Linked DNA regions of Zea mays: region 2 is linked to region 1. Evidence: chromatin contacts called from public Hi-C data. All regions are on one chromosome and are shown on one strand. Each heading gives the region's core, a stretch centred on a gene start, on an enhancer-like site or on the middle of the called end of the contact. The rest is flanking DNA. Distances are from core to core; before and after follow the strand shown. Region 1 holds the start of LOC103642456 (protein ROLLING AND ERECT LEAF 2). Region 2 holds the start of LOC100273319 (myosin heavy chain-related).

Region 1 (7,947 bases), core at 2,216-4,715:
CTGCTTAGACCGTGTCCAACAGGTCACCTAAAACACTATTTTGTACTGTATATTGTATCATTTGTAGAGTGTAGATTAAATATGAGTATGAGTCAGTGGTGGACCCAGCAAGGGGGCAACCGGGCGAGCCCTCGCCCCCTACGCGCTGCTAGTTCTACGTATCAAGTAACAAAATATTTAGAAGCCTTGATGAGTAATTGTATTTTAAGATATGACCGGTACGTATAAAATTAACTTGTTGTGACTGACTGCTTTGCGCAGACCTTGGACACGTCTGCGCACAAAGAACATGAGATTGTGAACCCTCTTGCTCCAGCCTCCAGGTTAATCCAAGCCTACACCCACTCAGTGCAGCAAGGGCATCTGACGAACCTTCGTCAGAATTTGAGCAGTGCCTTAAAAAGATCGAGCCGGGCATCTATTGTCCCAATCCTTTTTTCGTGGTCTTTTGCTTGCAATTGCATCCATCTCTCAGGCTCGGTGCTTGTGCCCTTTGTGGGGTACTACCGTACTAGCTAGGCCACATAGCTTGAGCAAGCTGCATACATAGTGGCTCGGTAAGATTCACTATAGATGTCTAAACGGATGGACCTCTCGGTAAGCCGTAAACTGTCACGGTTTTGGTTTGGCATGAACACGACTCGACATGACTACGGGGTCATGTTTGGTCTAAGATGCGGCACGGTGGGCTCAACCTGACCTAACCAGTTTTTATATTTTCTTATTTTTGTTAATATAATCATCTATATTACATATGATTATAAAAGGTACAAAACATAAAAATACATGTGTCTTGTTGGTTAAGTGGATGTAGATAAACTTTTTATTTAAAACTAACAACCATGGTTAATATCCCTATTTTTACACATTTTAGCATTTTTTGCTATTTAAACATGACGGTCTAGTATAGGTCTCTCGTCCACAAACTGGCTTGACATGATAAACATGCCAACGAGACGTGCCTAGGTCTCGTTCATGGGCCTGTAGGCCAGTACGACACGACCCGTGAATGAAACTGGGTCAGGTCGGACGACCTGATTGAACATCTATAGCTCCAAGGCATATCCACTCAAGAAATAAATTCGTCTTTTGGTGTGAAGGAAAAGGTTTTCGTTTGTTTTGATTTTCAAAAGGTTCTTCTCTTTTTTTCACGCGCGCTCTCTCTCTCTGCGTTTTAAAAAGCGTTTCTTGGTGTAACTAAGGTCTTCCTTTGGAAGGAATCTAGTTTTTAGGAAACTGATTTTTATCTTTTAGCTAGGAAATATTAGCTTATTGGTTTTTAAAAAACTGACAATCTAATTTTTATAAAATAAAATATAAACTGATATATTTGGAACCATCTTAATTTCTATAAACTATTTTTTAAAAACTGGGTACTTGCAAACAAGAACTTGCTTGATTGTCCCCCTGACCGTCCCCCGGAGCACATGAGAATGAGATCTTTGTGAAGCGTCTAGCGCGACATGCATGAAGGTCACGCATAACGGGCCGGCTGACGGCCAAACTGAATTCAGAAAACCGTGAAAAAAAACAAAAAACCGAGCTGAAAATGAATCGAAAAGGCATCTGTTTTGGACGCGAAGGATAGGGGGTGAAGTGAAGCTTCCTGGCGTGGGAGATTTCTCCTTCTCTGGTGAGGTCGAATGCCATGGACCCAAAAAGAAAAGAAAAAACAGTTTGGTAAGCAGCATGCCAAAGTTTTCAGAACCCTGTTTTTTGGACTCTCCGAACGGTCCAAGTTTTCGCCACACCTCATCTTCTTATCATCTAGCGTAGGAAACTTTGTCGCATACACATGCGCACGTGCCACGTAATAAATCATCGCGGACCAACGAGAAAGGAAAGAGATTTTTTAATCTAACGAACACAAGAATGCTCCTTTGCAGAGAGAGAGAGAGTCAGGTAGAGAAAAAAAAAACCCTTAGAGCTAGTTTGAGAACTCATTTTTCTAAGAAATTCTTATTTTTCTAAAAAAACTAATTTCTCTTAGAAAAAATAAAAATTTCTTGAAAAAATAGTATTTCCAAATTAGCCCTTACAGGGATAAAAAATTATCAACAAATAAACATGTTGTAAAAGTAGTTTCATTCCTTATGCAAAGCCACAATTTGGATCCATTGGGATGGCAACGAGCCCTATCTCTAATTTTCTATGGGGAATCCATCCATTAGAAGATGACTATGTGAAAGTTTCTTGGGGATGCAAATGGAGAAAAACTCCCCCCCCCCCCCCCTGATAGGTAAACGGGGACGGGGAAGCATTTCCATCCCTGTTCTCGCGGGACCAGTTAAACTTATATGTGACGATATTTCTACGTAATAATTGTTGATAAAACTAAATATTATCTTATCAAGAGACCATTTATTATACAAATGTATTCATTTTGATGTACATATAAAGTTTTCTTACATTTGACAATGTGTATAAGTGACAACGGTGTGCATTAATAACAAAGAAAGTATGTCCTAATTATAATTTAAGTGGTTATGGGATTCCCGTCACAGATTTATTCCCGCGGTGAACGGAGATGAGGAAGAAATATCTCCCGCAAACGTTCACGAGAATATCCACGGGAAAAAATTTCATCGTGTGACGATGATGGGGGCTATTTCTCGATGAGGCCCTACTGTCATCCTTGTAATCCATATAGCATAAAAAACTAACTAATGCTGATCTTTTGAAGAAATAAATTAACTAATGCCGGTTCCGGTTTACCTACGCCGTCGCCGCTAACGTCTTAACCACAGAACACTACAAATTTGAGCTCCAGCTAACAAGGCAGCTAACGTCTTACCTACTAATTAGCTAATAATTACCTATTTTTTCTCTCGTCAAGGCGACTAATAGCTAGTTAGGCGGATTCAAACGGGTCTTAAGTTGCTTGGAATGTGCTTCATCCTTCATAGACCAATTTCCATGAAGAAAAAAAATGTATATGCTAGTACTAAGAAAGAAAATGGGCCTGTTTGGTTCAGCTTTTTTCTGATCAGCTTTTCTGAAAATCTAGCTGTGGGGAGAATCTGGCTGTGAGGAGAATCTGAGTATCATTACGATTACGTGTGGAGGAAGATAAAGTTGTTCATAGGGCTCAGGATCTAGAAAGTGACGGATTACTACTATCACAACGACTCAACTGATTATGTGTTTATGTTGATTTTGGATGGTTTTTGCCCCAACGAATTTTATAGAAGCTGTCTGAAAAGCTGAGCGTTTGGCAGTCCGCAGCAGCTTTTGGTGACCAGAAGCTGCCAGAAGCCGAAACAAACAGGCCCAATGTAGGCCCATGACGCCTGAAACATTTGCAGAGAGAAAATCATTGGTGAAAGGACGAAAAAGAAAATAACGAGTGAGGTATTATTGGGAAGAAAAATACTACTAGTAACAAAGAAATGTGGGGCCACGCCTGAATTCAGTTTCGCATAGCATCTGGCTGGCCTACCCTCCAGTAGCGTCTGCTTTCACACACACATCTCTCTCTCTCACACACACACACTCTCTCTCTTCTCTCAACTCCCTCCCTCTCTCATCGCCGGTGATTTCTCCTCCCGTCATTTTGACCGTTGTAGCCTCTCTCTCTCTCTCTACTTCGTTTCCCTGCTATGCCACTCCAATCCACTCCACACACTCTCTCTCTCTCTCCCACCTCTGCAGACTGCAGTTGCACAAAGACTCCGTCTTGTTCACACTTCACACACTCAGCAGCAGCAGCAGCAGCCTCCTGGAAAAGAGAAGGCCGTCTCCCTCACTCCCTCTCTCTCAGGTATACTACCTCCGATTCTTATTCTAATGCGAAAATGCACACACGCATCGCACCTTTCGTTCTGTTAAATTAATGCTCGCAATCGATGCGGCCGGGGCGACAAATCTGTGGAACGCCAAAGCGGGTAGAGAGAGAGAGAGAGAGAGGCGGGAGGAATGGGTTCGTTCTTGTAGAGGAGCTAGCTGCTCCCGATCTTTAAGAATTGCGCGCGTCCTTTTCAGCGCTTCAAGAACGTGTGCGCCGTCCGTCCCTTCCCTGGTTCCTCTTCTCTCGGTAGTCGGTACGCCCGCCCTCCCCTCTGTTTCATCCTCCGTTCGACCGTTCCTCGTCGCCTTTGCTTCCTTGGCACTTCACAATCATGCCCGCCTCTGCCTGTTCCTGCTCACTCGGCCTCCCTTCTCCCCTTTCCTCTCTTACATTGTGCCTGTCGCCGTTCGGTCTTTGATTTGGCAATTGGCGAGAGGGGGGGTTGTTCACGGCTACATTTTTCTCTCTTTCCCCCCCCCCCCCCCCCCCCCCCCCCCCCCCCCCCCCCCCCCGTCTTTCTCCTGTTTTTTTCCCTCGCGTCTCCTTCACCAGCTGGTCCCTCGTCGTGCCTACCTTTGGTGTTCGTCAGGAATGCGCTGTGGGTTTTCGGATTATTGTGGGATCAGACCTTTCAATAAATCGATTTCAGCTCTCCCTGCTTCAGCATGGACTGTGTGATGCGTTAAGAGTAAGACAGACATGCGTGCACTTGCACTTTCATTCTCAGCTGAGTTCACGGTTCCACCTCGCGGCATACAACGGCCCTTCTCTGATGATCCGATCTGTTAAAAGATCGAGATTTTCAGCGCGAACAGGAGTTTCGTAGAACTTCCCGCTCCACCCCCATTTTTCTTCTCAGACTATCAAGAGAAACTGAACCCGCTTTGGATTCCTAGCAGTTCCCTTTCTCTGAATCAGTTTCGTTCCTGAGCTACAAAGAGCCCGTGACCTCTCTCTCTCTCTCTCTCTCTCAGTGTGCAAAGAGACAAAGTTGTTATTAGCTATAAATTACCACCAGAATTTGGGGCTTTACCTGCATTTTGTGTGTTTTTATGTTTACTTTCGCCGACTGCATAGAGACAAAGTTGTACACGATTACTCCATCCAGGTCCACCAGTTTGTACAGTGTCCAAGGCTTACAATCCTGCTCTCGTTTTACTGTTAAAATCTTCAGCGGCTGATCCCTGATTTCACCTATACGACGATATCTTTCTATTTTATTGCCTTTCGTGTCTGCCTATGGTTTAAATACATTAATGGTGACATTATTTGTCCCTGAAACAAAATGTGGGATTGTACCAGCACTGCTAGTTTTCAAGGCGCTGTCCTCGCCCAGCATCTCAGTGTCCTGAACTGAATTTAGTTTAATTGTCGAGTCCGTTTACTGTGACCACCATTACGCAAGTAGCAGAAGGTAGGCCCCCCTTCATCTCTTGCTGTGCCAAGGACGATATTCTTCACTTTCATGCTTCCTTAGTCCTCTTCAATAAGGAGAAAACAATTTGGTTGCGGTGTAGGGCATGTTGCAGTGGGGCATTTCGTTTGCAAAAAGGATCGTCTTTCTGATGTCTTGTAGCTTTCATTCCACTTTTGGGAATGATAGTTTCAGGGCTTGATATAAGTGGCCAAGTAGTCATCCTCTCATGGTTCTTGAAACCTGGTGCAGCTGTCTCAACAAGTCACCAAGTCACAGGTTTGAAACAGCCTCTCCGCATTTGCAGGAAAAACTTGTCTCGGTTTATCTCTTCTCTAGACCCCACTCATATAGGAGTCTTTGGCATTGAATCTATCCTTTATGGTTTTCGACTTGCACATGGATCACATATGCTTTAGTTCTCTGCTGATACATGTAGTAAGCTTATTGTATATGATCATTTCACGTCATCAATGTTGTTTATGAACACTTTGGAACATGCTTGTTGTTTATGAACTCTTCGAAACATACTTTTGTGGTCATACCAGAAGGAATCGAGTCTGAAATGATAATATGCGTGATAGGCAGGGGTAGCACTGATTGAAGAAAAGCTTGTCCAACACCAATTGAGATGATTTGAACATGTCTAACAAAGACTTCTAGAGACATTAGTGTATAGTGGAATTCTAAGGCGAGATGGCAAGAGATACAAGGGAAGACATAGGAAGCGACAGTAAAAGAAAACCTGAAATGATAGAATATACCCACAGATTTAACCTTGATTAGGAGCAAACTGAAAACAAATATCCACATGACCAAATCTTGATTTGTAGCTTCTGTTGCGTTTCAACTTTAGTCTACTCTAACTTACTTGGGACTAAAAGGTTTTGTTGTTGTTGTAGGATTGTGGTCCAGGTCATCCCCCCATCCGCTGGCTTCAACAGCAGTATTCTTGCTTCAACAAGTGACCTTTCTACAGTTTTAGGTAATTTCCACAGCGATGGATAAAGCAATACCTGGTTTCCTGATGCTGAAACTTTTCTGTAACAATCTGTCATTTTTTCTTCTCACGATCAAGCTCAAAGATTATGATACAAGCATGACTGGTTCTTGAACACTATACAAGGCTTTGGAGAGATGGGATGTGCTGCTTCCAGGTTAGAAGATGAGGAGGCTGTCAAGATGTGCCGGGACAGAAGGGACTTGATCAAGCAGGCACTGGAGCAGCGCAACCGATTTGCATCTTCCCACATTGCTTACATTGAGTCCCTGAAGCGTGTTTCGGTGGCTCTCCAACGGTTTGTTGCCGGAGATGATCACCATGAGCTAATCTTCGATACATTCATCTCCCCTATCAAGCAACAGAAGCCAGAGATGCTTGGTCTGCCTTATGGTTCATATGAGAAGAGAACTATTCATGTTTCAAGGTACCTGAGGTCAGGGCCTAACCCATCAGTGTCCATTGAGGAGCACCCACGTCCGGTGGAAACAGTCCGTGTCGAGTCAAATTACCCTATGGACAACGACAGTGTCATGGTGGATAGATTCCTACCAACACCCTCTTCACCAGTGAGATCGTCTTCATACTACCCGCCACCTTATAACAGGCCAAGCTACCCACCTCCATTGGACCAGGAAACAGTTAGAAATTCTTCCTATTGCATGCCTTATGACAGGCCAAGCTATGCACCTCCATCAACCCAGGAGACAATGAGGACTTCTTATTATGCATCTTATGACAGGCCAAGCTACCCACCACCATCACCCCAGGAGCCACTGAGAAATTCATATCACGTGCCATATGACACAAGCTACCCACCTCCGTCACCCCAGGAGCAGGAAGCATCACCGTGGGACTTCTTCTGGAACCCATTCTCATCATTGGACAGCTTTACATATCCCCGCCCTCGGAGTAGCTATGACAATGTGGTCACTGATGATGAACTCGCGAGGTTACAACGGGTACGAGAGGAGGAAGGAATCCCAGAACTTGAAGAGGAAGATGATGAGTGTCAAGAGCGTGTACAGATGGACAGAAAAGAGGAAAAAGAAGAGCACGACAATGCAGATGATGATGAAGACGATGATGAAGACGATGGCGAGGAATGTGAGCATTCAGATGAGTGTATGGTTTCTAATGTGAATTTCGATGCCAATATGAAGCAAGAAACAAAGGGATTTGAATCCAAAGGTATTCAGTGTACTGAAGCACCAGAACCTTGCAAGACAGTAGAACTTGAGATAAAGGCACACAAGAAAGAGTTGATGAGAAACAGAGTAGCAAATGCAGAAGAAACTCCTGGTTTCACAGTATATCTGAATCGAAGGCCAGCAAGCTTGGTTGAGGCCATGAAGGACATCGACTGTCAGTTCTCGGGGATATGTGACGCTGCTCGGGAAATCTCAGTAATGTTGGAGGCAAGTAGAGCTCAGTACTCAACCTCAAACGATCTTTCTGGTACTGTTTTTATGATCCACACTGAAATTACTCTTAAAGATCCAGATTTGACACTTACTGAACATTGCTTGTCAATTGTGTATTGCAGCGAAGATGCTGAACCCAGTTGCACTTTTGCGTTCTGCGTCATCCCGTTCATCATCATCTCGTTTCCTTCTTGCTCCCTCTAGCTCAATAGATGATCTCTTTGACAATGAGACTAGCAGCTGCTACTCTGAAGAATCTTGCAGTACCATGTCTGGAAGTCACCACTCTACCTTGGATAGACTCTATACATGGGAGAAGAAA
Region 2 (7,947 bases), core at 2,892-5,391, 270 kb before region 1:
GCAAATAACTTTTGGGAACCACAAGAATTGATGCGGATTGAAGTTATTTGTTCCTATACTACTTTATGATTGTTTTTAAACAGCGATAATAAAGAGTATAAAAGATGGAATAGATCAGTAGTAGTACAGGATTTTTCAACATGCTTTGTCTAGTAAAATGATTATGTGGAACATAAACAGACATGTTTGCACTCCAAACACCACACACAAGTATAGGAGAAACATGCATTGCAATGAAATTAATAAGTTCTTGTCATATTATAGGCTTGATACCGTTTAAATGATGTTATTACATTGCTGAAATTTAAGTACTATCGGGTATCGTATTTAGGGGTACCCAAATTATGCCCCTAAACACACTTAACACCTAACTACCACAAGACACATTCCCCGAGGTCAAGAAAGGATGGGCCACAATTCGCCCGAGACCCCGCTCGGCGGTCGCTCAAAACTCCGCCTCGCCCGAGCCTGTCCTTGGGCGAGGGCATCATTCGGGAAATCTTCGTCTCGCCCGACGACCCCTCTTCACGAAATGGCGGTTTCCACCTCGCCCAAGCTCGTCTCGGACAGGAGGACAACCCCGAGCCCAGCCCCAGCCAAAGGTCACGGGAACCGTGGAGACATGAGCATTTAATGTGAATACCTACCCCACATGATGCCGCAGTCAGACAGGGAGCGATGGGACCGCGGTCCCATCCACTTTCACCAACTACGATGACGCACGCCCGGGAATAATGGCCACTGATCCCCCACGTCAACTACTGTGCTCAAACAACTCTGGATGGGACGTGCGTGTGTCAGAGCATGGTCTCACCCTCGGAAGGAACTCCGCCTCGCCCAAAGTTGGCCTCGGCCTCGGAGAAAACTCTGCCTCGCCCGAGCTCGGCTTCGGCCAACCGCCCCGGCAACAACTCCCCGCAAATCCCGCAGGAGGCCACTCCGACAACTACACTAACCCCTCCTTGTACGACTGCATGCCCCGAGGCAGGATCGACCAAGGCCTCGAGAGGAACCTCCGTCTCGCCCGAGCCTGGCCTCGGCCTAGATAACATTGACCAAAGGACGCCACCAACTCCCCCACGAAGGCCGCTGACTACGGGATGGCTACAGGACCAACGTCAAGTCTGCTTTACGCCATATGATGAGAATTACCATGCGCTTTTCACTATACTTATCACTGTGTCAATAACTACGACTCGGACAGCACCTCCATCGGACAAGCTCGGGTACGCGTCCGAGCCCCAGATCCTGGCCTAGACTCTCTGCTCGATCAAGATGCAAATACAGGGACCAGACATCCTCCTCCTGGTTCAAGTCAATAGCTAGTACAAAGGCCATACCGGCTACAGGGGCTCAGACTCGTCTCCTCTCCCATACACGACAAACGGTGGCGCTCTTAGGAACCCTCCTTGAGGTTATAAAAAAGGAGTCCAGGGCTTCATTCGGGGGTGGGGAACACTTCACAGGTTTTCACCCTCCACGGCGATATTGGCACTCGCCTCAATCACCAAGGACTTGGGAACCTCTCACTCTCCCGACCGGCTTGTATCCCCTACTACAAGCACCTAGGTGCAATTAATATAAGTCTCATCCCCCCTCGGCTAGAAGTAGGGCCTTCTCTTGCCCGAACCAGGATAAAGACTTGTGTTTTCCTGCATCACCCATCTGGATCTAGGCACCCAGCACTAATTCACTAGTTGGTAGGATCCTCGGGTCAAAACACCGACAAGTACAACTAATGATAGTGACAGAATATATCCTTACCTCTGACAGCTGTTTTGATTTAGCAGTTACTTCTAACTGCAACCTCATTAATTCCTCCTACAATGTGAGCGAACAAATACGTAACAATATATACCACACAACAACCAGGACACAAGTGCATTAATAATAAACAAACTTATTGCAAACCTCAGCGACTTTAAGAGCACGTTCTGTCTTCTTGATTTTGCGTTTTTTCTCATCACTTTCCTTTTGGATCTAGCAAGGAAAAAATATAACACTAATGTAATCAAACATCTAAAATGTCAATTTGTTTGAATGGTTTTCCACCAAATGTCTCTAATAGAATTTAAAATTTCAATGGACTTCAGACTCTAGTATAGATATCTAATTTAATGATCTACTAGTGTCATAAGGATGTGTTGCAGGCTTGTATATAGCCAACTAGAGCAATGGAAGGCAGATGGCATATACACTTACAGTAGCACATGAAACTAAAAAGAAGTCGACCACCAGTTTTTTTTAAAAGAGGACACTCAACTATTCCAAGGACGGATTATGCACTTACTGTATTAAGCTTTTCATTCAGTACTTCCACCTTCTTCTCTGCATCGTTGGCCCTATACTCTAGTGCTGCTTTCTGGCTGCTTTGTGCTTCAATATCCTTTTTGATCTTGTCAACCTAAGCAGGAGAAAAATAAAATGAGAAATCACAAACATAGCTAGCACATTCCAAACACATTGCTAGCATGGTTACCTGCTTCTCAAGCTCAACAACCTTGGCATTGGCCTTGTTAGCCTGCTCCTCGGCAGCTACAGACCCTTTTGCCTGTACATGGATTAGCTGTTGTGTTTTAAGGCTAGCTGTTGTGTTTTAAATTGCATACCTGGAGGGAAGCAATCTCGTCCAGCATAGAGGTAATAGCCTTTGACTTCTCTTCAATGGCTTTCTCCAGGTTCATGATGGCATCATCCTTATTCTTCAGTTCTTGAGATCGCTCTTCTATGTCTGACTCTGTGGCATGAAAACAAACATAATGATGGCTCCCGAGGGATCTCGAAATTGGAATTAACTTGGTAGGCAGATATAGAATGACAAAGTGGCAAAGTAAAGCTTATGACAGAAATGAGATCATGATGAGAAGATATTATTTCCATGTCGTGGTACAGTTTGAGTTTATACTCTTCAGTAGTACAGGCATCTTCACAGCACTACGAATTTACTGTTTTGCTGCAATTAATATAGATAAGACTTTCCCAGGCTATTCAATTCAATAAAGATTACGAGCCAGTATGGTCTGTGTGAAGGGTAGTTGGTTGGAATTTTCAGTACACATCAATGAAGCAGGCCCTAAAAATTATGGCAGTGGTTCACCATCCATGGCAGAAGCACAAGAGCTGCAATTACACAATGGCCCACTGTATAAATGTACAGTGGTAGTAAGAGCAAGTATAATAGATGATTGTAAGCCGGCTAAATACTGACATGGAAGAGAGAGGAGGATAGAGTGTAGAAGTGGGCTACAAACTACCAGCCAGCTTTATAAAGGGAACCAAGAAATTTGAGAATTGAGAGACAAATGGACCATATATTAGTTGTAAAGGGCCAACCTTTATATATCGGCTACAAGATAAGCTGCAAAGATCCTTATAGTTGTAGCGGACAGTTAGCTATATTATTAAACCTGCTCTAAATGGGACCTTACGTGTAATTAGAGTAAAAACGGCAATCAGGAAACAAAGCTACTAGTAGTGGTGGGTGTGGTACGGTGTAAACAAACAACAGAGGACGCTGCTGTATTTTTCCCTAAGAAGGAGCAGTCCCCCCCCCCCCCCCCCCCCCCCCAAAAAAAAAAAAAACGAGTGAGTTATCCAATTCTGTTTCATCCCACGGTCGAAATCGGCAAGAGGGAACCAGATAAAATTCCGCAGCATCCCGAGCAAGTCGATGAATCGAGCACCGTCGCGCACGCACCGTCGCCATCCAGAAGCAAGCAGACGCTAAACCCCCACCAACCACCGCGAAGTCGCAGTCCTAAAGTCCGGAGCTCGCCGGGGCGGCGTCAATCCAGTGAAACAAAACACGAATTAACCTAGCCGCGCGGCACAGACTCGACGATCCCACCACCAACCCGTCCCAAGCCAAAACATCCCGAGTGTAAAAATTCAAGCGCGCCCCGTGGATTCAAGCCTTGGGCACTGACCTAGCGCCGAGATCTTCGCCCGGAGTTGCCCCAGCTCGGCCCTGAGCGCCGCGGTCTCCACCTCCCCGAGCGCCGCCTCCACCGCGCCGGCCACCGCGTCCGCCGCCAGCAGGGGCTCCTGCTCCTCGGCGGTCGCACCGGCGACGGCGATCAGCAGCGCCACCGCCATCGCCATCACAAGGGGCCTCGAGATCCCCATCCCCGCGAGCCCCTCGCCGACCACCACCTCCTCCTCGGCGAGGCTAATCCAATCCTTGGTTCCAACGACGCGCAGCACGCGGGGGGTGGGGGGTGGGGCGTGGGGGTTGGCGAACTTGTGCGCGCCCGCGCTCGTGTTTGTCGTTCGGAGACTCGCGCTCGGGCGCAGATCTTTTTTTCTACGACGCCGCGCTGGGGCGGAGGCACGTGGTCACGGGGCGGGGACGCACGTGGCGGAAAGCTATTGGGTACGCGTACGGGCATAGATTCACTGTGCCGTGGACCCGTGGGCGCCTCGAGCCCTCGACGCTGTCAGTGTCAGGTGGCGTGCCGTTATCGGCGACGACATTGAGGTGATTGTTTTCGTGGCAGTGACGATCGGGGACGGTGTCCTGGGCGGTCGATCCATCGGTTCCATGTATTCCGTGGAGAAAAGTACGATTATAAATTATACTTCCTTCGTTTCGATTTATATCAATTTATAGTTTGATTGACTCCTTTACCCTAAATTTAGCCGACTCATCCTATTCAAAACATTTTTTAATTAATATTATTTTTTACTATGATATCATTTAGATATAATATAATTTAAATATAGCTTTAAATTTTTATTTTTCGAAAAATAAATAAAACAGTAAAACGAGTCAATCAAACTTGATATAAAAAATCAAACGAATTATAATTTGGGACGAATGAAATATAAGACTGGTACAAGGATGATTAAATTAAAATTATTTCAAAAATTCAATAACTTGTTGAATCGCTCCACCATGGATAACATAAAAGGGGCCTTTAAAAAGATGATAAAGCAATTAAAATATCTCTACTACTTATTAAGGCGGTAAGGGTACCCTGTCGTTCTGCCTTTTTTCATTTCCTGTTTTGCCCCCATCCCTGTCCGGCAGTAAAAAATGAAATCTGTAAGAATTATAAATCGAACTCAAGACCTGCTACTAGATTAGAGACACAATATCCACCACACCACGTCTTATTTTGTTGTTATAGTAGAAGATATGAGAGTTATTAAAAGTAAGGTATGGCTGATGCCACACTAAGCCATAATGGCTCCTCCGTCGTTGCTGTCCGGCAAACCATCACATTCTGTGACGCGGGACGTCGACCAACTCCTGACTTGGGGCACTCCGGTCCCATGTGACAAAATCCCCCAATCCTATCGTGCAAGCCATCACACACTCCGGACGTTGGGCCCACATTGCAGACTACAGGCGCCCACGTGACAGTCACCCTTAGTTTTGCACACACCGGACCCACGTCTGCTCGTGCAAAAAGTTGCCTCAATTTGACACCGACAGGAGCATTTGACCACGATTGCTTTCTCTGAAGAAGGAAGGCTTATAAGCCGGTAGAAGCTATGTTGGCGGGCCAGTATGGTCATAAAAATGTGTAAGCCGTGACGACGACATAGGTCGTGTGGGCTGTGTTTCTTTGGTGCGGTCCAACGCTTCTTACCCTGACCCAACTTGGCTTTAGGGTCAGTCTCCTTTGCTTTCTCTGCCCAGCGAGCCCTCGCCCTCTAGCTCTTCCTGCTAGCGCCGTCTCCGTCCCGTGCTCTCCTGTTCATCATCGATCTTAGCCATCTCAGGAGCACCCGCTCACTCCCAGACGCCCGCGCAAAGGAATCCCCCACGATCTCCCTCCAAACTACCCACTCCCTCCACGATCTCCCCCTCTAGCTCATGATCCCTCCGCCCGCCCCCACCCCCGCCTGCCACGCCCACGGGCGCAACAAGCCAACAACCCACACTCGGCCTCGCTACCTCGATCTGTCGCCATAAATCCGCTACCTCCTCCTCGAGTCCTGCTTGATCGCCCCATGCTCGACCGGTCGATCGGACGGAAGGGCAACCCTGACCGTGACCACAGCGCGATGTGCGACGAGTGAGGGCGGTGGCGGGGGTTGCGACCAACGACGGAGAGCCACACAAAGAAGCTCGTCGGCGATGTTTTCCTCAAGGTTCGCTTGCTCATTCCTTCCTTGTGCTATTGGCGTGTGATCCTAGCTAGTGCTCTCTTGATTTCATCCTTATCCACGTGAATCCTGGATCACACTGCATGCAGATCGGATTACTAGAAGGCCAGACCAGCTGCTCGCATTCACTGGTGCATGGTGTGGGAGCTGAGAGCTTCGTTCCTATGGCCGGGCCCCACCTCTCTTGGGCCCTTATGCAGATACGCAGAAGTAGTGTCCCCTAATTTGTTTGTCATGTCCCCTAATTTGTTTGTCAGAGCTACTTGAGGATGTCAATGAGGTATGGCTCCGCTGGTTCATCAGTATTCAGTAATTACAAGGCATTATGAGTTAGCATGCTCCCTCCTGCTAAGCTAGCTAAATGTGGTTATCAGGTCTCAATAAGTATCCATTTTTAAAAGTATAAATTGTTATAGCCATACATACAAGTCTTTATTTTGGAAATAACCAAAGGTTATGAACCTGCATTGTGCTAACTCGTCAATCATTCCAAAAATGCGATTCTTTTTTTCATTCAGAGTTCGGTTGGACAAATTAAGATGGATTGAGATCTTAGTTGTTAAGGTAGAAGCAAAAGCACCACCACTGAATCCTGTACTTTAAACGGTGATAACAGCAGTTGCGGTCTTCGATATCTTAGTGTGTTACTTGGTGATAGCAGTAGCTGCGATCTCCAATATTCTAGGGCATGTTTGCCTCCCTCTTCTAAACTTAGAGATCTAAAAGCTTTAGAATGTTTTAGCTTTCTTTTGATGTCCAAATCTCTAATGTAAGGTGGGCTAAAGGTTAAAGCCAACTTTAGACCACCTGATGCATATAAGGAAGAAGGGTCCACATGCACCATTCTCTGTGGCATAGCAAATCGAGCTCGATGTCCTTGAAGATTGATCGAGATAATATTAGTCAGTACTGAATTTAATTTTAATGACAAGTTTGTAATGGGTAGGATAATAAGGGATATGTTACAGGTTGTTGGTTTCTTGGATGAATATGCTGCTGCATAGGGTTAGGCCTGAAAGGAGAAACAGAACATGTCGGCGTTTCGACCCCGGGGGTCCCTGGACCGACGAGTAAAATTGTCGCTGCGTGTCCCATCCCAGATGGGTTGGCGCGAGATGGAACACAAGGGGGGGAAACGTGGCTCGTGTTATCCTGCGCCAAGGGGATGCGCTCGCAGTAGGGGTTACAAGCGCTCGCGAGGGAGAGAGAGAGAGAGCGAGCCTGTTCGTCAGCCCGTCCTCCCGCGCGACCACCCTCCTCCCCTCCCTCGCATGAGGGCCCTGGACTTTCCTTTTATAGATGTAAGGAGAGGGTCCAGGTGTACAATGGGGGTGTAGCTATGCGCTAACATGTCCGATAGAGAGGTGCCAGAGCCCTGTGTGCACGCCAACGTGGCTGTCGGAGAGGTGCTAGAGCCCTGTGTACGTGGTGTCGTGGCCGTCGGAGGAGCGCTTGAGCCCTGTAGAAGCACAGCTGTCGGGGTTGTTGGGACCTTGCTGACGTCTCCTTGCTTCCGTAGGGGGCTGAGAACCACCGTCGTCATGGACGCACGCGGGGAGCCATCATTACTTGTTACCGGGGCGAGCCTGGATGGGACGCTGGTCTTGTTCCCCCGTAGCCTGAGTCAGCTAGGGGTAGGGTAATGATGTACCCCCCCCCCCCCCCCCCCCCGTGGTGTGGTCGATCCGAGCCTAAGGTCGGGCGAGGCGGAGACTCCTCCTAAGGCCGGGGTCGGGCGAGGACGCGATTCCTACCGAGGTCGAGGTTGAGTCCGAGCCCTGGGGTCGGGCGAGGCGGAGACCACCTTCCGAGGCCGAGGTTGAGGCCGAGCCC

What was found. Hi-C and Micro-C count contacts between places; a contact is called where the count stands out from the background.
Region 2: a contact with region 1 is called in a Hi-C map of tassel, with 4 times the contacts expected there. The contact joins the promoter of LOC100273319 here to the promoter of LOC103642456 in region 1. A contact is called at or near these places in 3 of 25 Hi-C or Micro-C datasets (ear, tassel and an unstated tissue).

Annotation. Positions count from the first base shown.
Region 1 is chr1:194,963,935-194,971,881 of Zm-B73-REFERENCE-NAM-5.0, reverse strand. LOC103642456 (protein ROLLING AND ERECT LEAF 2) reads left to right here and starts at 3,465. Exons shown (of 6, transcript XM_020546612.3): 1 at 3,465-3,760; 2 at 6,104-6,186; 3 at 6,280-7,659; 4 at 7,748-7,947. The coding sequence starts at 6,339.
Region 2 is chr1:195,232,049-195,239,995 of Zm-B73-REFERENCE-NAM-5.0, reverse strand. It overlaps LOC100273319 (myosin heavy chain-related), which reads right to left and starts at 4,141. Exons shown (of 14, transcript NM_001147760.1): 1 at 3,927-4,141; 2 at 2,610-2,737; 3 at 2,480-2,551; 4 at 2,291-2,404; 5 at 1,912-1,980; 6 at 1,765-1,821. The coding sequence starts at 4,125.